2 separate regions of the Mus musculus genome follow, and region 1 is linked to region 2. The links are chromatin contacts, called in public HiChIP or PLAC-seq maps. All regions are on one chromosome and are shown on one strand. The core of a region is the stretch at or near the end of the contact, and the rest is flanking DNA. Distances in the headings are between cores, read along the strand shown.

What was found. HiChIP or PLAC-seq counts read pairs in DNA pulled down with a chosen protein or histone mark.
Region 1: an HNF4G HiChIP or PLAC-seq map of pancreatic cancer cells shows a contact between it and region 2. The contact joins the promoter of Krtap28-13 here to the promoter of Col4a3 in region 2. A contact is called at or near these places in 2 of 39 promoter capture datasets (the C10 cell line and embryonic stem cells), 1 of 15 datasets of contacts at CTCF or cohesin (pro-B cells), 4 of 484 Hi-C or Micro-C datasets (the G1E-ER4 cell line, the HPC-7 cell line and pro-B cells), 1 of 115 datasets of contacts at active chromatin or transcription factors (pancreatic cancer cells) and 1 of 9 other capture datasets (liver).

Annotation. Positions count from the first base shown.
Region 1 is chr1:83,058,381-83,062,994 of GRCm38.p6, reverse strand. It overlaps Krtap28-13 (keratin associated protein 28-13), which reads right to left and starts at 2,065. Exons shown (of 1, transcript NM_027778.2): 1 at 1,074-2,065. The coding sequence starts at 1,999. The coding sequence ends at 1,583.
Region 2 is chr1:82,584,802-82,589,375 of GRCm38.p6, reverse strand. It overlaps Col4a3 (collagen, type IV, alpha 3), which reads right to left and starts at 2,455. Exons shown (of 52, transcript NM_007734.2): 1 at 1,945-2,455. The coding sequence starts at 2,031. It overlaps Col4a4 (collagen, type IV, alpha 4), which reads left to right and starts at 2,527. Exons shown (of 48, transcript NM_007735.2): 1 at 2,527-2,757.

The DNA of each region.
Region 1 (4,614 bases), core at 816-3,315, 470 kb before region 2:
GGAATGGCTGAATCTCATGTTTTCTGCACCATAATCTTTGGAGAAAAAAAAAAAGCCGCTATGCCTGTATGTGTGATGCATTGAGTGTGTGTGAGTGTGAGTGTGTGCGTGTGTGTGTGTGTGTGTGTGTGTGTGTGTGTGTGATATGTAGGATTTCTGTAAATTCATTCTATAATCTTTGCAGGATGAAAAGTCACCAAATGACAAGCCCCTTCCCAGAAGATAAAATTCACTATATGGAAAGTTCCTGAATCTTTGCATTGGTTGTATTAAGTGTCTACAAGTCTCTTCACCCATCAGATGACACTGTAGCCTACTATATTAGACTTTGCACTACAGTGACAAACAGCCTCACTGATGAAAGGTTTGCTTTAGCTCATGGTTTCACAGGTTTCCAGACACAGTACCAAGTTGTATCTACAACAGAAAAAACTCCTCATGACTGTGAGCAGGGTGATCTGAGCAAGTATTAGATAACTCTTACATATCTAGGCTATCAACTCTCTATCTTTCTATCCCTTACAGAATGGGACAAACTTGGAGAAGTGATTGGCTCCTTGTCTAATTGCTGACTACATTTAATATGACCCTCAGATGCCTACAGCAGCATCTTAGCCTTCCTTTTCTTGCTTATTTATAGGTGCTGATGTCAATATACTTGATCTCAAATGCCCTTTTTTGCAGACTCCCATGTATGTCTCAGTCTCCCATTATTCACCTTTCTGTCTTGACTGGAACATCTACCCCTAATCAGTTCTACTAATCCTCACTGACTCTTCAAACCACGTGCCAAGATGATCTGTTTCTTGAGCTCTCGTTCTTTTGAGTTACAACCATGGCCCACACAACAGTGTGCTAATCCTCTTTATCCATACTATGTCCCATCGATGTGAATATTTTACAAGGCTATTTTTCTGCCTCATATTCATGGTCATCTGTGTATATCTAGATAACAAATCTCATAGGGACTTAATTATTTGTGTGTGTTTGATGGGCATATCTCGCAGAGCATAATAATGAATGATAATATGCCAAAAATAACAAAGTGAATAAGACTGAAGGAGACATTTTATGTTTTATTTTGTAATTTTATTTAAAGGGGATTAACACATTGTCTGGACTCTAGAAAGACTTCTGTGACTACAGAGAATCTATATTACCGTTGTTAAACAGAGAATATACATTACCATTACAGAGAATAGACATTGCCATTGTTAAACACAAGCTGACCTAAAGCATAGATAGAAATTCAAGAAGGAAACACAATGGGGACCATTATACAATCTTATTGACATCAGTAACCAAGATGCCCTGCACCTTTGTCCTTTCTTAACATTGACTATGACTGCATTTAAAATGATAAGGAAATTTACTTGAACTTCAGAGTATTCAAATCAGGCAACAAAGTTTCAGAGTCCGGATTCTAGAGAGACAGATGCTGGGGAGACAGCAGGGTATACTCAGACTAGGACAGAGGAAAGCCTTAGCAGCGAGATCAGGGTGACTTGTTCCATCCTCTGCACTCAGGACTTACCAACAGATCGGTACTGGTAGCACTTGCTCAGGGGCCAGACATCCCAAGCTAGCAGCAGCACTTCTTGCATCCACACTTCTGCTGGCAGCAGCACTTCTGCTGGCAACAGCCCTTCCCACAGCCACAGCCGCAGCCGCAGCCACAGGAGCCACAGCCACAGGAGCGGCAGCAGCTGCGGCGGCAGCAGCAGACTACCGTAGGCTTGCAGCAGCCACAGCAACCACAGCAGCCACCACAGCAGCCACAGCCACCACAGCCACCACAGCCACAGCCACCACAGCCACAGCCACAGCCGCCACAGCCACCGCAGCCGCCACAGCCACCGCAGCCACAGCCACCGCAGCCACAGCCACCGCAGCCACAGCCACCGCAGCCACAGCCACCGCAGCCACAGCCGCCACAGCCACAGCCGCCACAACCACAGCCGCCGCAGCCGCCACAGCCTCCACAGCCACAGCAACCCATGGTGTCAGTAAAGAGGATTCAGGTGCAGTGAGGGGAGAGACTCAGGAGAGGAGAGAACAGTGTGATGCCCTCTTTCTGCTGGGAACCCCCTTTTATACTGCTCCCCCTTTATTTTTAGCCTAGTTTCCATGGAGAATTTTCCAAGACTTTGTTTACTTCCTTCTTGAGTCAGTGTGTCACAATAGCAGTGCTATTTTTAGCATTACTATCTTGGAAACCCTTGGAGTATTCATTTGGGAGTGAAAAAGTATGGTGCCTATCTAATCCAAGAGCAGGAATACGATTCATAAAATGCAGAGGAAAAGCAGTTGTAGCATTCCCAAGTGAATTCTGCATCTAAGGAGACATTTATGAGTGTCTTCTGCATGAGGCTGGATCCTCCAGGTTCTGGGCAGTCAAACAGTTGTGTAGGAACAGCCCTCCTAGCCCCTGGTTGACGAGACGCATATCAAGCGAATGGATTTTAATGCTTTCATTCTCCTTCTTTTCCCACTGGATTAATAAAGAGATCCCAATTGGAAGCCCTGGAACATGGGGATCCCAGAGTAGATACGGCCCTGAAAAGCCAGATCATCCATCTGTGACCTGAGCCTGCATGTAAGTTCAGTAGAGACAGTGGTGTGGTGTGTGTAGCGCATGCACAGCACATGTACAGCACATGCATAGCACATGCACACCACATGCATACCACATGCACACCACATGAACAACACATGCACGGATCTCTGCTGTGGCTTATTGGTGGTATCTAAATTAGCCAAATTGCCCTACTGTGAAGACAACTGAGCAAGTATGTAGCCTCATCCACTGCACATGACTGCGGCAGGTGCTTGGGACCAGAAGTGGAAACCTGGCAGGCTGAGTTAGCTGGACATTTCCAGTCACCATTTCATTTTAAGGGAGTTTTGGGATTTCAAAAATAATCATACAACAGATCAACGAAAGACAGGAGCTTCGCCCTTGCTGCTGTTTAGGCCAGGCTGCCACAGAATTGTATTGTTAACATTAGACAGCACATAATTATTTTACTACAACTTTAAAGGTTTTTCTAGTGAATTAAGAATCCCAGGGAACCATGAAGAGAACATCTGTGCTTTAAAGTGAGATTGCTCATTTTAGGGCTGCCTGCCATGTCCCTTTTGATGCCAGTTTGTACCATGAATTCTTCTGAGAACATTTTCATAAAGGGGCATGTTCCCAAAAAGAGTTCCCAAAGATGGATAATTGTCTGACCTGCAATGACTAAGACATAGAGATAGACACACAGTACTTTTATCTGACCTAGGTTTGATATTCATAGCTGTAAAAGACTATATCTGCAAGAGAGTGTTACAAAATATTCTCAGCATTTATTTAATTTTAAAGGTACCCATTAAGTACTTACAACATGCCAGGCCTTATTGAAAGTACTAGCTGATAGAAAGCTGCCAGATTCGTGCCAGGATCTAAATATAGGATTGAAGAGGTAAGTAAAAGTTAGAGCTAACTATGAGTTAGGATGTCAACAAGGAAGGATGCCAGAGGCCTCGTGAATTCTTTCACGTGGAAGTTTAGAAAAACAAGAATAAACTTAACGTGCCAAGGACTTGGTATATAAGGAACGCCACTTCCGAGGAGGAGCATCACGTCTCCCTCTCCTCTCCTGAGTCTCTCTCCTCACTGCACCTGAGTCCTCTCTACTAACACCATGGGTTGCTGTGGCTGCGGAGGCTGCGGAGGCTGCGGCGGCTGTGGCGGCTGTGGCTGCGGTGGCTGTGGAGGCTGCGGTGGCTGTGGCTGCGGTGGCTGTGGCTGTGGTGGCTGTGGCTGTGGTGGCTGTGGCTGCGGTGGCTGTGGCTGTGGTGGTTGTGGTGGCTGTGGCGGTTGTGGCTGCTGTGGTGGCTGCTGTGGCTGCTGTGGCTGCTGCAAGCCTACGGTAGTCTGCTGCTGCCGCCGCTCCTGCTGCCGCTCCTGTGGTTGTGGCTCCTGTGGCTGTGGCTGTGGCTGTGGGAAGGGCTGTTGCCAGCAGAAGTGCTGCTGCCAGCAGAAGTGTGGCTGCAAGAAGTGCTGCTGCTAGACAGAAGGGTGTTCAGGAGCTGTGTGAGTCCTTTGTCCCATTGCTTCCTATAGCTAAAGGCCTCTTACACACCATCATGTCTGTCTCCAGCTGGCTCTCTGTCCCTCCAACTCTCTCATACTTTCTTCCTTGATCTTTAAAGTAGTCTCATTGACAACTCTCACAAGGTTCTCTAAGGCCTAACATAGAAACTTCCTGATTGTTCTCTGGTTGCTACAACTCTTGGCAAAATCGCTGACTTGGGCTGCCCTCAGGCCTGGCCTATGCCCTTGGGATCAGGGTAAGTACTGCAGGCTACTCTTGCCTGCCACTCCTGATTAATGCCCTGCTAATGAGATTGTTCTGGAACCTTGGCCTTTGTGCAGTCTTCTCTCTAAGCCTTCCCAGTTAAAAGCTGTCTGGACTCACAGTAGTTAAATGTGAGCATGTGAGCATGTGAGCATCTCTCAGTGCCTAAAGCGTAGATCAGTAGGATCTCAGACTCACGGGCTACACTGTCTGTATTTGATTCCCATCACATGTTCCCGAGTTGCTGTCCACCAATGGCTGTCTTCCCTCT
Region 2 (4,574 bases), core at 1,206-3,705:
TCTTCTGAGAGTCCCAGGTCCCTTCATAACCTCATTGCTTTTCTTCTAAGTCTGGAAAGATGATGATGATGATGATGATTACTGTTCTGGAACGTTCTTAGGCCTTTGTATAACATGACTTACTGGTTTCTGATAAAGCTGTTAGAGAATCCACATCAGTTTGCATGAGTTGTAGCCATCCTGTCCAGCAGTATTTAGTCACCTAGGTCAGTCAGTCCTTTTCATTCAGTCATTCACTCACTCACTCTTCATGTATTGTGTGAATATAGGCAGGCAAAAGACGCAACTTTCAGGAGCTGGTTCTCTTAATCAATTTAGGAATTGAGTTCATATTGTTAGTTTTCATACACTGAGCCATCTCACTAACCCTGAAAACTATTGTCTTTTGAGAGCCACTTTATATAGGTTGCAAAATGTTTTGGAGTATAAAGGCGAAGACACTAAGACACCAGCACATGACTGAAACGGTGGGTGACCAGATCAATTAACTTTAGCTCTCATTGAAAGCTGTGCAGGAAAGTGAAGAGATGAAAGAGGGAGATCTTAACCACAGATGCAGACAGGCCTGGAAGTTGCCAAAGGAGACATTTAATCTGAATATAGTTCTGCTAAAAATACAACTCTATATTGCTGTGGGTCCGTAGTTGTGGATCTAAGTGCATAGAAATGGAAAGAAACACCACAAAAAGCTGGGCCTGGGTGATTTGTGGGAAATGGGAAATCTAGAGGGATGGGATGCAGAGGAGTGTTAGCCTAGCTGTGATCCTGTAATGCTTCCCTTAAGAGGGAAGTGCAATGGAAACAAGCAGAGTAAATGCAGCCATAGGTCCTTAAAGTGTTCCCCGGTGACACATAAGGGAACACTAATCTCCAGTCACAGCCTCGGTCCTGTAAGACGGAGACACCTGCTCATCATCATTGGAGATGAAGCTCACCATACCCAAGACCACACCCAAGTCAACAAACAGCATCAAGCATCTGAAAAGTTAAATTTCTGATTCACAAACTGAAACCTAGCCAGCTCCTTCTAGGCTCCTCGTAGTTTCAAGGAGATTTTTATCTTTAGTGGCAAAAAACCAAGCATTATGGAGTAGATTCAAGTGAGCACAGGGTGACCCAAATTCCAAATAAAAACCAAAATCATCACAAAATTGCTTAATTCATCCTAATGTAAGTTCTGTGTCTTGATTTTTTTTTTTAACCGTGATGGCTTTTGTGTCCAGAGAGTCCAAAGAAACACTGAGCCCCAGTGAAGTCAGAGTTAAGGTGAGGTCTGGAAGGAGCAGAGCTGAGACTCCAAGGAGGAATTTCCTCCCAGGCTGGTGCACTTCATTCATTCACCATCCTGACATTACACCTTCAGAACCTTGGTCATTATTTTCATCTATCTATCTATCTATCTATCTATCTATCTATCTATCTATCTATCTATCTATCTATCTCTACCTACCTACCTCTCTATCCATCCATCCATCCATCCATCCATCCATCTACTACCAAACTCATCTATCTGATCATCCATCTATTATCTATATACCTCTTACCTCTGCCTTTTTGCTTATCATCATCATATACCTTATATCACTTACATTATATTTATTATCATCAGTTATCTTAGGTCCATCCATATCATCATCTGCCTGTCTGTAACCTAATTATTGCTATCCATTTTCTGTTCTCTGTAAGCTTTTGTTCCTCTATCTGGGACTCCTGGGGTCTTGGACCACTAACTGGCTCTCCACTTCTTCCAGCGCAGCACATTCCACCTGTTCCTCAGAGTTGTGTGCTGCTAGCCCATCCTGGGACTCAGGAGGAGCCCGCAGCTGAGCAACCCTCCAGATAGTGACTCAAAGACAGAACCCTAGTGAGTGGCACTGGCTTGTCTCACAGGAGACAGGCATAGCTCTGCTGCGGTGGGATCTGCACAACCTTTCAGGCACTCACCTTGCTAGCCACAGGAGAGGCAGCCAGGAGTAGCAGCAGGGTAAGCAGCAGGAACACCAGGAACCTTGGAGCAGTCTTGGAGTGCATGACGGTCCCGAGTCCCGGTGTTTTCTGTGTTCTGTGACCTACCGGACCCACGGGTTCTCAGGCGTCCATGTCCCCGGCGGGACACAGATTGGAGAGGCCCCGCAGTGACGCTCGCCTTGCTGGCCCACTGGGGCGAGTTTTGTAAGGGCTCGACCCACTGAGGTCTGTTTGTCCTCACCCAAGCTTTTGATTGTGACTCTAAGGGAGGGGAGAAGTGGCTGAGGTTCCGCCCTCGTCCCCTCTCCCTCCCAGTTCGCCAGGCACTGTCCCTTCAACCGGGCATCTTGCCCAGGAAGTGAGAAAAGGTTGGGCGCCCGCAGAGCAGGCAGGTGGGCGCAGCTCCAGGGGTCAGAGTGAAAGATGTGATGTCCCTGAGATCCTGGGACTTCGGTGCCTAGCGGGTGCAGGTCAACGTGAGGAATTTAGGGGTGTGCGGTAGGGAGGTGGCTGCACAGGGTGGGGGGAGTGGCCAGCAGCCCTGCCCAGATTAAGCGGGAGGCGCGCGGGAGTCTGCAACTCCGGAGGCCAAGTTTGCTGGCAGCTCTAGGGACTGCCCATCGGCTGCCGGCCTTCAACTCGCAGCCAGCACGCAGACCTGAGGCTGGACAGGCTGGGGAGAGGAACACGGTCACGGTCACGGGTGGATTCCCTCCAGCCATAACCTCGAGGAGCCTGTCTGGTCTGCCTGCTACCCTGCTGTTCCTTCTTTGCCCGGTTGCTCCCCAGGTAAGCCGCCCTCAGACAGGCACCGCCCCAGCGTCAGGGCACCTGCCTGGGACCAAAAGCATTTTAGCATCTAAGGGGTGGTGGCTGGGGAAGTTGTGGCCTTGGGGTCAGCAGAGGAGAGCTTACTTGGCTCCCGGGCTTCTCTGCCAGGGCTTGAACTGGGCACTATGTGTTTTGATTAATTTGGAAGCTCAAGTTACTGTCCTGGCAGTCTGGGCATTCCAAAATGCCAAGAGCAAGAGGCAGATGAGGGGAAAGAGAAAGCTCATCCTATTCTCTGAGTTGAACTGCTTTTCAGGCTAAACCTTATCTGCGGAAACGGAGGAGAAAATGAGAGCCAACTCTGGTCCAGGGTGTCCCTGCCTGGGAGGGCCTTGGATGCAAATGTCACTTCTGGCTTGGTAGGGTACATTGTTGCAGGGCTCTTACACTATCTCGTGCGGCAGACCACACTGAATGGAGTGTATCATTTCAAATGCACAGGCTACAGTAAAATCACAGTTTTGCTTAGATACTATCATCGCAGTGCTAAAGAAGAGAGGTAGTAACAGGCACGGAGGGTTATAATTACATGGCTTTGCTAGCTCTTTAAGGCACCCATAAAACAACCATAATATCATCACAGTGGTAACTGCGAACAAGGTCTTATGATAACCATCCGAATGTCATGAACGTATTAGTGGGTGGAAATTCAGCCACCAGCACTTCGGTGGCCTGTTAGCTGACGCTCATCACTGAAGAAAGGGCCCAGCTTCCATGAAGAAGCATCGAACATTTACTTGTCTCCGTTTTCTTGTACAAGTTCACTGGCCATCCTAGTTCCCTCTCCTTGCCCCACCACCCTCAGATTGTAGAGTGAAAGGGGCATCTTCCATGACATACAACCATGGCTATTCATTAGAGTCTCCAGAGGAATATCTAAAAGTTCCAGAGCCCAATGAATTCCAAACCACTTGTATCAGACATCTAGAGGACAAACTTAATGGTGCATGGTAGAACCTCTTGCAAGTTCTTTGTGCAAACGTGCTTTGTGGTCACTACTTTATTTTATTTTATTTCTTCTCATACATTACACTCCCACCACAGTCATTTTGGTTAGCTGTACTGAGTTAGGGTCTCTTTAGTAAAATAACAAGAGGACATTAATTAAAATCTTTATTAAGATTTAGGGACATTGTAGAGTTTGTGCCCAGATCATAAATGTAATCAGTCACATAGTGGCTTTAGGAAAGTTCTTGGGGGAATTTCTGTCATCCTCGTGGTGTAGGATGCCACTACTCTGATGTCCAAGAGACCTGAGAGGCATATGATTGCCTTTTATAAATTGATACTGCTTCTTAAAAAGAAAAATCAAGATCTTAGACTTGATATCAGATGTTTCTCCCCTTTGCAGGATTATAGAAAATTTAAATTTTAAATGGCTTTTCTCAAGGCCTGGTAGTTTCTTCCTCTCCTCTCTATGTATGATGTATTTGTGTGTGCATGTTCATGTGTGTGCTTATCCTTATGTGGGTGAGCAAGAGCCACAGAGTGGTGTGTGTGTGTGTGTGTGTGTGTGTGTGTGTGTGTGTGATAGAGTTGGTCTTCTGTTTCCACCCTGTTTGGGCCCCTTGCTCCCCTGACGTGTGAGCTTCCAGGGATTCTTCAGCCTATACCTCCTGTCTTGCTTTAGGAGTGCTGGGTTGATCGTTGCACACATCTGGTTCTTCATGCATCCTGGGATGGGAACTCAGGTCCTCACCTCCACAGCAGGCATTTACTCATTGAGCTGTATCCTCAGCACAGAGCCCTGGAGTTTTGATGGAAGAAAAGACTGA